Regions from separate parts of the Sus scrofa genome. Here regions 2 and 3 are each linked to region 1. Evidence: chromatin contacts called from public promoter capture Hi-C data. All regions are on one chromosome and are shown on one strand. Each heading gives the region's core, a stretch centred on a gene start, on an enhancer-like site or on the middle of the called end of the contact. The rest is flanking DNA. Distances are from core to core; before and after follow the strand shown. Region 1 holds the start of PDE7A (high affinity cAMP-specific 3',5'-cyclic phosphodiesterase 7A). Region 2 holds the start of LOC100521447 (serine/threonine-protein kinase Sgk3). Region 3 holds the start of MYBL1 (myb-related protein A).

Evidence for each region. Promoter capture Hi-C pulls out the DNA fragments that hold promoters and counts their contacts.
Region 2: a contact with region 1 is called in a promoter capture Hi-C map of fetal liver, with 4 times the contacts expected there. The contact joins the promoter of LOC100521447 here to the promoter of PDE7A in region 1. A contact is called at or near these places in 1 of 5 promoter capture datasets (fetal liver) and 1 of 47 Hi-C or Micro-C datasets (heart right ventricle).
Region 3: a contact with region 1 is called in a promoter capture Hi-C map of fetal liver, with 4 times the contacts expected there. The contact joins the promoter of MYBL1 here to the promoter of PDE7A in region 1. A contact is called at or near these places in 2 of 5 promoter capture datasets (fetal liver and liver) and 2 of 47 Hi-C or Micro-C datasets (embryonic fibroblasts and retroperitoneal adipose tissue).

The regions. Positions count from the first base shown.
Region 1 is chr4:68,776,521-68,779,316 of Sscrofa11.1, reverse strand. PDE7A (high affinity cAMP-specific 3',5'-cyclic phosphodiesterase 7A) reads right to left here and starts at 1,407. Exons shown (of 13, transcript XM_021089289.1): 1 at 1-1,407.
Region 2 is chr4:68,071,662-68,074,457 of Sscrofa11.1, reverse strand. LOC100521447 (serine/threonine-protein kinase Sgk3) reads left to right here and starts at 1,366. Exons shown (of 17, transcript XM_021089284.1): 1 at 1,366-1,510. It overlaps VCPIP1 (deubiquitinating protein VCIP135), which reads right to left and starts at 1,055. Exons shown (of 3, transcript XM_003355045.4): 1 at 1-1,055. The coding sequence starts at 757.
Region 3 is chr4:68,118,623-68,121,418 of Sscrofa11.1, reverse strand. MYBL1 (myb-related protein A) reads right to left here and starts at 1,341. Exons shown (of 16, transcript XM_021089286.1): 1 at 906-1,341. The coding sequence starts at 925. LOC106510063 (a long non-coding RNA gene) reads left to right here and starts at 1,638. Exons shown (of 2, transcript XR_001308193.2): 1 at 1,638-1,978; 2 at 2,066-2,382.

The sequences.
Region 1 (2,796 bases), core at 158-2,657:
TTTCCCTTATCTGCTCCCCAGCCTAGGCGCTTGCGCATGAGGCCCCACCGTTTAGGGACATTCCCCTTATCGCTAAACTCTGGCGTTGGGGCGCACTGAGGGTGTAGGGTGGGTGGGATCAGCCTACGCAGGAGGCGCGATTCTGGCCTTTTGACTCCAGAGACCCAAAGCACGCGGCCCACTCGGAGCGCTCAGCCCTGACCCTGGGGTCACCGCCGCGTTTCCCTCCTTGAATTCCCATTCTTGGGCTTCGCTGGGGACCGCTGCGGCAGTGACGTCAGCGGGCCGCGCGGGCACCGTCCTCCCCGCTACGTCACTGCCAGTCTCTCGGCGGGGACTGGCTCGGGCTCCCCGCTAGCAGGTGCGGGGGGCCCGGGCTGTCCCGGGCTGAGGGGCTAAGAGCCGAGCAGAGAATGCGGGCGTGAGGAGGGGGCGGGGAGGGGGTTGGTGGGAAAACACCGAGACTGAGAAAGAAGTGAGAGTACGCACTGGAAAAAATGAGAAAGGATGAACATGAGAAGACAAAGGGGAAAGGAGACTGCATACCCTTTTACCAAAAGTGTTTTTGTTTCTTGGCTTTGATTTTGAGAAGGTGGGAGAAAATAAAAGAACTTTTCGACCTAGTTTGTAAACTGGATATGTAATTTGTAGGTTTATTTTGTCACATTTTCCCCAAAACTGTCAAAGATTTTCAGCTGCAAGCTTTTGTTTCAAATGCATTCCAGCTTCTGGGATGTCAGCCTGAACAAGCACTCCCCTGCCGGCAAAATTGTTGACTTGGCTCCTCTCTCAAAGCACCCACTCTTCCAGTTATGTGCTATGACCAGCCACTGGCAAGGTGGCAGGTCTTTGGAAGTATTGCCTAGCCCGTGCCTGTGAGATCAGGTATCATATGCTCATGATCCCATAAATCAACAGAAGTCTGCAAGACCTTTTATCATCTTTCCATGGCATCTGTTTCTTTTATAGCATTTAAAACTTTCTACCTCCTCATGGTAATTTTCTACTTTTCTGCTCGCTACTATTTTTTTTGGGGGGGGGCGCTTTTTAGGGCCTCACCCGTGGCATATGGAGGTTCCCAGGCAAGGGCCAAATTGGAGCTGCAGCTCCTGGCCTACACCACAGCAATGCAAGACCCAACCACGTCTGCAGCCTATAACACAGCTCACAGCAACGCAGGATCCTTAATCCTTAATGCTGGATCCTTAACCCACTGAGGGAGGCCAGGGATTGAACCTGCAACCTTACGGATACCAGTCCACTGAGCCATGACTGGAACCCTGCTCTCTACTATTAAAAGAATATAACTTCCATTGTGGTTTCATGGATTTTTTTCTTCACTTGATAGTAAGCTCCCCTTTAGCACCCTGTTAACCACCCAGGTTCTTGGACTCTTTAATCAATAGAAATTGATAAGAGGCCAGGCTTTATTCGCTGCAGCAGGAGAGAGTGAAAACAAGCCAGTTCCTTTGCTGGCTCCTGGGAGTGGGTGGGTGTGTGGGGAGTTGGTCCCTTAAATGGGGTCAGGGTAGGGGCAGATCCTCCTGCTGGATGCAGGGATCATGTGCGATACCCTGCTTTTGCTCTCAATATCTCAGCTGAGTTTGGGTCTTTTTGTATCTTGTTATTCATAATTTGCCCCAACTGCAGCATTTGTTCAGGTGTAAGCACTGCAGCAAAGGGTCCCAGGTCCGCAGTTCCAGCCTGTCTCACACCAACTTACCCAACTCATCTTTGAAACCCCAATTACTCCCACAACATCCAGTAGATGTATGGAGCATCCTCTGTATTTTCTCTTATTTACTTCTGACAAAAACCCCGTAGAGTAATAGTTTCTAAATTGAAGCTGGGCTCGGAGTCAGAACTTGCCTTAAATCTCCCACAGATAAATGGCAAAACTTACCTCAAATAATGTTGAGTTTTGTGTCATCTAAACACCCAGAAGGTAGTATTGGTGTGATACTAGACAATATATGCTGAAGTGACTCTGTTCCATTAAGTCATTCAATAGGACTCAGGGCACTAACCAATGCATCTCCCTCCAACAGAGAGGTGAGCTAATATGTACTATGTATTCACTGTGAAACACTATGGGTATTCTACATACAATCTTCAACTTAACCCTACACAACAGCCACTATGGGAACTCCTACGTAAGTAAAAACTTGATCGCAATTCTACAGATGGGGAGTCAGGTTTCAAGACCCTAAATTGTTTGTGCCACCAATCTCTGTTCTGTATGACCTCAGAGCCATGCATTTTCACCAAACCATGTGGTTTCTCAAGACCAGAACTTCAACTCTTCACAGTATACTTTATCGTATTGGAAAGTATATTAGCATTCTTCAGAAAAGCAGAACTGGAGTTCCCACTGTGGCTCAGCTATAGTGGACCCAACTAAGAACCATGAGGATGCAGGTTCAATCTCTGGCCTTGCTCAGTGGGTTAAGGATCTAGAGTTGCCCTGAGCTGTCGTGTAGGTCACAGACTCAGCTCAGATACCACGTTACTTTGGCTTCGGTGTAGGCCGGCAGCTGAAGCTCTGATTGGACCCCTAGCCTGGGAACATCCATGTACTGCAGGCACATCCCCAGAAAAGAAAAAAAGAAAGAAAAAGAAAAGCAGAACCATACGATATACTGGGCCGGGTGGGGAGGGGGGTGCAGAGCTTGATTTGTCGCACATGCACCTCACCCAGGATGAAGACAGGCTGGAGGAGCTGCAGGCCTAGCTCTGGCCTCTTGCCAATGAGGTGAGTTGGATCACATGCGCAAAATCACCTTGGTGCCTGGGACC
Region 2 (2,796 bases), core at 117-2,616, 700 kb after region 1:
GGGCCAGGTGCTGCTGGAAGTGCTGTTTAAGATTCTCTCGCAAGGCATGCCAGAAGAGCTCCCGGCCTACCAGAGCCCGGGACACAGCATGCACCAGGCAGTGTCCATCCCCATCCACATGCACTGGAATGAGGCATTCCTGACTTTTATTGGCCCGCTTGATGTCCTCAAGAGTGTCATGCAAATACAAGAGGCTTCCGGAGCGGTCCTTGCCATATCCCACCGTATTCACATGCTCCGGTTCGATGAGGAAGGCGCGGTCACCCAGTAAAGCGCAATCGAACAGTTCGCCCTGGTTCATATCCCGGAGCAGTTTAGCCCGGCCTGTCTGCTTGTCCATTCCGTAGCGAGCTAATATGGGCGACAACAATTTGCAGTGGTAGTTGGAAAGGCCCATCACCTTTACCAGTTCCGTGTTCTTCTTGGGTGCCCCTGTCACCCCGAGGAGCGCGTTCCGCAGCAGGTTGTGTAGCACTACGTCCGGGTCAGTCACCTCCTCCACCCCCAGCAGCTGTTGCTGCTCGTGCCGCTGTCCGCACTCGGTACACTCGATGCTGACAGAACCAGAGGCCGGGAAGAACAGGCGCGCCTGGCACTTCGGATCCGGGCAGCTCCCGGAGAGGATTCTCCGGTCTCTCCGCTTCGAGAGCCCCCCCGGAGCAGCCGCCGCCGCCGCCGCCAGGGACGGCGGAGTCTGCGGAGCCTCTGGGGGAGGAGGCGGCGGCGGCAGCGGAGGCGGCGGCGGCGGCTGAGACATCGCTCTCGGTTCTCGAGTCTCGCTCCGCGACCCAAGCGACCCTCAAAGGCTCATAGCCCAGACCCCCGCCGGCCCGACTCGGTCTAGTCCAGGCCCAGGGCGAATCACTTTCCTTTCCCTACCAGCTCCTCCTCCTCCTCCTAAGCGAAGGCGGAAGCGCTGGACGTTGTTTCTCTTTTTACTTCTCCACTGCCGTAGCCGTTGCCCCGAACGTAACGGCCACCACCCTACCCCGCACTCACACTCACTCACTCTCGCTCTCTCTCCCTCAGACACACAGACATACACGCCCTCGCTGAGACTGCGCAGGCGCAGCTGCCGCTCTACCCTCTGGGAATTAGAGTTTTTCAGCCTTCTCCTAGCCCTCAAGAGGTAGGATCTTAGGGCCGCGAAGAACTACAAATACCGTGAGGGTAAGCGTTTCAGCGCCCGCGGAGAGGAGGAAGAGGAAGGCTATCGGAACGGGGACAGAAAGGAAGACTGTCACTCACGTTGCCTGCCGGGAGTTGTAGTTTTTACTGTATCTCTTTTGTCGTCTTCCTCACTTTGGGGCCCAAGCAAAATGAGTATGAGAGACCACATTTCCCAGGATGCCCTGCGGTGCGACCAGCCTCACTTCCCCCTTAGACGGAGGGGAGGATACAGGGAAACTTGGTTAAAAACAGAGTTAAAGGGAATGGGTCTCGGAAGCCGAGGGTCTGAAGTTCAAGACTCCTAGAAGGGGAGGGGAATGAAAGCCACTCAGTGAAGAAGGTACAGTAAATAAATGTCCAGCGACATGGCGGGCTGGGAAGTTAAATGAAATGGTCTAGTCTAGGCTGGAGGTCACGAGAGGAAAAGGGTGGGAATGGTGTATTAATTCTCGGAGTGTTTCTCCAGGTTTTTTTTTGTTGTTACACTCCTCTCTTCTCATTCCTATCTCTGTTACAAGCCACTGAGGCTCTTCAGCCCCGTTGTCTGCCTTTTTTCTACTCTCTGGGAAAGAGGGTCACTGAGGCGCCATTTGTTTCCTCGTTCCGTGTACGTCTTTGCAGTTTGCAGTACAGATAACAATACCTTGGATGTGTATAGAGTTTAAATATACCTAAGCCCTTTACCAATATACATATTTTATATGTACATATTTAAATATACATATATGTATGTATAATATACATACAATAATATACATATGTACAATAACTATAGATATTGTTTGTGTCTTCCAGTCCTACTCGCAGAGTCATAACAGCTATCATTTATTGTGTTCTTGATATATGCCTGTCACAGCATTTACATACACGATATCATTTGATCTTCATAATATAATAATAACCTTGTTAGGAAACACGTCCAGAAAGGAAATGACTTGCTCAAGTTCACAGGCATTCAGACCTAGATCTGTTCCCATTTTACAGACCAGGACATAGGAAAGCTTAGGACAGTACTATATAAAATAGTAACTAACTTATGGATACTATTTATAGTTTACATTCACATATATTATTTCATCCTCACACCTGTAATACCTTTACCAAAAGATATTGGGTCTGGAAACAGACCAAAAGGAGTTAAATGGCTTGTCCAAAGTCAAATCAGCAGGCTATCTCAGAGCCAGCAAGGGCTTTTTACATTTATTCCTGCAAGAGAAAAAAAAGAGTTCTTAAGCTCAGACCTTTAGTTAGGTCTCAGGGTTTCCGTTTAATGGGGCTGTAGGAATGTTTACCTTGAGGGGGGCCACAGACCTGTTTTATTACTTGTGTGCTGGGTAACTGCCTCTTCATGCAAAACACATTCATATGTTAATTGAAAGCTAGTATTATCTTAATATTGTACAGCCAGCCCCTTCAGTTATCATTCTGAAAATTCTTGCTTTCTGAGACTTTAGATAAGTGAACTGCCTCAAAATTTCTGAAACATTTGGCACAAAATAGATACATCAGTGCAGTCCCTGAGGCCACTCAAATTTTGTAGTTGCCAAGGGAACAGTTTATCTTATTAGGTTTTTTTTTTTTTTTTTTGTCTTTTTGCCATTTCTTTTGGCCGCTCCCGCGGCATAT
Region 3 (2,796 bases), core at 92-2,591, 660 kb after region 1:
TTGGAAATCCTGTCAAACTTCTCTTCATGTTTATTTAATAATCCTGACAAAAAGGGCCCTAGTTTTTTGTCATCTAAGTGATTACTACACACAATTTAGGAGTAGCTACTGTAGTGACATATTAACAAAGATGACATGCATAAGTTCAATCTAGCAAGTTTCCAACAAAAGCCATGTCCTGTCTCTGTGCAACACTTCCGTAGACACACAAAATATTAAGTGAATCAAACACATTGTTTTATTTTAAGATCAAGCTACTGGCGGTAACAGTGTGACATCTCCCAGTAGAGGATATTAAATACATATATATATATATATATATACACATAACACTAAAACCATGAGGATGGTAATTACAGAAAACATCAAAAAGAGCCTCTCTACTCATGATTCCTCAGAGGATTTCCATACCTTTCAAGGTGGCAGAGATGGCCGAGGGGTCCCCACCTATATTTAACACAAGAGTTCCTATTTTTAACAGGTCCAGTAATTCAGAGAAAAAGAGGCCCTCTGAATGCCACTTTGAGGTCGTCCGGCCAGGTCAGTACCCCAGCCTCACCAGAGGAGCGGACTCCCTGAAAGCACACAGACTTACCTGCCAAGAAACTCCCACCAAGAACTTGCCGCGAGAGATTGTGGGTCCGGACGTGCGCTGGGGGGGGAGAAGGGACTCAAGGAAGCAACCCGGGCATCTGTTGCTCACTTCGTGAGTCTTAAACACACCGGTCCCCGACTCTCCACACGTCACAGCTGCGCTCCGGCCAGCGTGCCGAAGCGGCTGTGGAGCAGCGGGCAGGATAACCTCGGCCCGGGCTAGGCAGGGCCTGGTGGGGAAGCGGCGGGAAAGGCAGGATGATCTGAGCCGAGACTGTGCCGACAGGCCTGGAGAAGGGGATGTCACCCACCTGCGCGACCTCTTCGCCATCCTTCAAGTACCGCATAGGCGCAGGCTGGGCGGGGACGCAGTTCAGCCTCCTCCAGCCTCAGGCGAATGCTCCTTCTCCCCAACCCTCCCGCCGCTTCACTCGCTCACGCTCCGAGGCGACCGAGTGCGGAACTCAAGTTCCCGGCAGAGCAGGACGGAGGGGCGGACCGAGACCCGCCCCCGGCCCGCAGCGCCGCTCCTAGCCCCGGCCTGGCCCGGTCAGGGATACCCCCAACATGTCAGCAGGCGCGCTCCTGCCCTCCGCTGGCCGCTCCCCCTGCCTCTCAACCTCCTTGCCGCGGTCCCAGCGCGGCTCCGCCGCGGGAGCCGACCCCCGCCCTCTCCCCGCAGCGAGCCGCTCTGCAGGGCTCGCAGCCTCCTGCAGGGTTTTGTCCGCACCGCCGAATCTCGCGCCCAGCCTCCCTCAAGAGCCGCCGTTTGAATCTGCGCACGCGGCCCGGAACCTCATTGGCTGTGGCGGCGGCACGCGGGGGAACGAGGGCGGGGCCGGGAGAGCGCGCGCGACTGAGGGCGGGGCTGGGGAGCTGGAAGCCGGGACTGGAACTCGCGGGAGCGGGGGAAGGAGCTGGGAGCGAGGGGGTGGGGCCGCAGGCGGGGCTCGCGGGTCTAGCTATGACAGGACCCGGAGCGCGCCCAGCGCCGCACCGCGAGGGGGCGGGGCGCCGAAGGCCGCGCGGGGCCTACTGGGAAAGCAAGTTCCAGGCTCGCGGAGAGGCTATCTGGCCGGAAACGCGGCCTGAGCCCAAATTTAACGGGATGCGGCACTGTTGTCCCTGGGGGTTGAGCTGTCCTGTCAGGGATTGTCCCCGCACCCTTCTCTCGGCCACAGCTGCTCACTCCTGGGGTGCATCCCTCCTGTTAGGAGGCGCGGTCTTCGGATTTGAGACAAATCTAACTATAAAATTTGCGCGGCCGTTATTGTTTAAGCAAAAATGAGAGCTCTTTTGGCCCAAACTTGGTAGTCAAGATTCTGTAGCAGGAAACTGAACATCAAGACCGAGCAAGAGTGTGACAGGTGGAAAAAGTTTTCAGGTAGACACGTGCTTGGAATGGAAAAGGGAAAAAAACAGGGTCTGCGGCTGGTCTTCAAAGAGCTTAATCCACTACCCGGTTCTGCAGGAAATAACTGCGGTGCGCAGTGAAGGAGCCGTGATCCCGGAGAAGAATGCGGGAAGACAGGAATGGACTGGGAATTACGCGCAGATAACCGAGCGCGGTAGTCAACAGGAGAAGGTTATCTTCCTTCGCAGGAGAGAGGGGAGGAGTAAGGAACTGCTGGGGAGGAGCTTCTAGCAGTTACAAGTACGAACTGCTCAGTTTAACTCTTATTAAAGTAGATTAATTACAGTAATGATTAGAAATGCTAAAGGATCCAAATTTGCAAGGTAACATGCTCTACTGCATAGAGCACAAAACCACATGTTAATGTAACAAAACTTACATTTTGCTATTTTGAAATTTTACGCATCAATTTTTGCAAATCAAAGATGCAGGTGCAAATGTGAATTAAGAGGCGCTTGCATGTACTACTTTCAAAACTTAAAACACCTGCCTTTTAATACTTCCTTTTTCTCAAGTTAGGTTTCTGGGACGGTAAAACAGCTTTTCTTTCAAATCATTCTTTATTGTGTTGCTAATTCATTTAAAAAAAAAAAACCCTAATTTAGAAAGTAATGTCGTTTGAAAATAGTTTTCTTATATACTCCTAGGTCTTAATACTCTGCTTATTTACATCCTAAAAGGAAACCGTCTTTCTGCTATATTTAGGCTACAGTCAGTTTTATACAGAATACCTTTTTAGAGCTTGAAGACAGGTATTTTAGATTTTGACAGCAAACTAAATTCCCCTC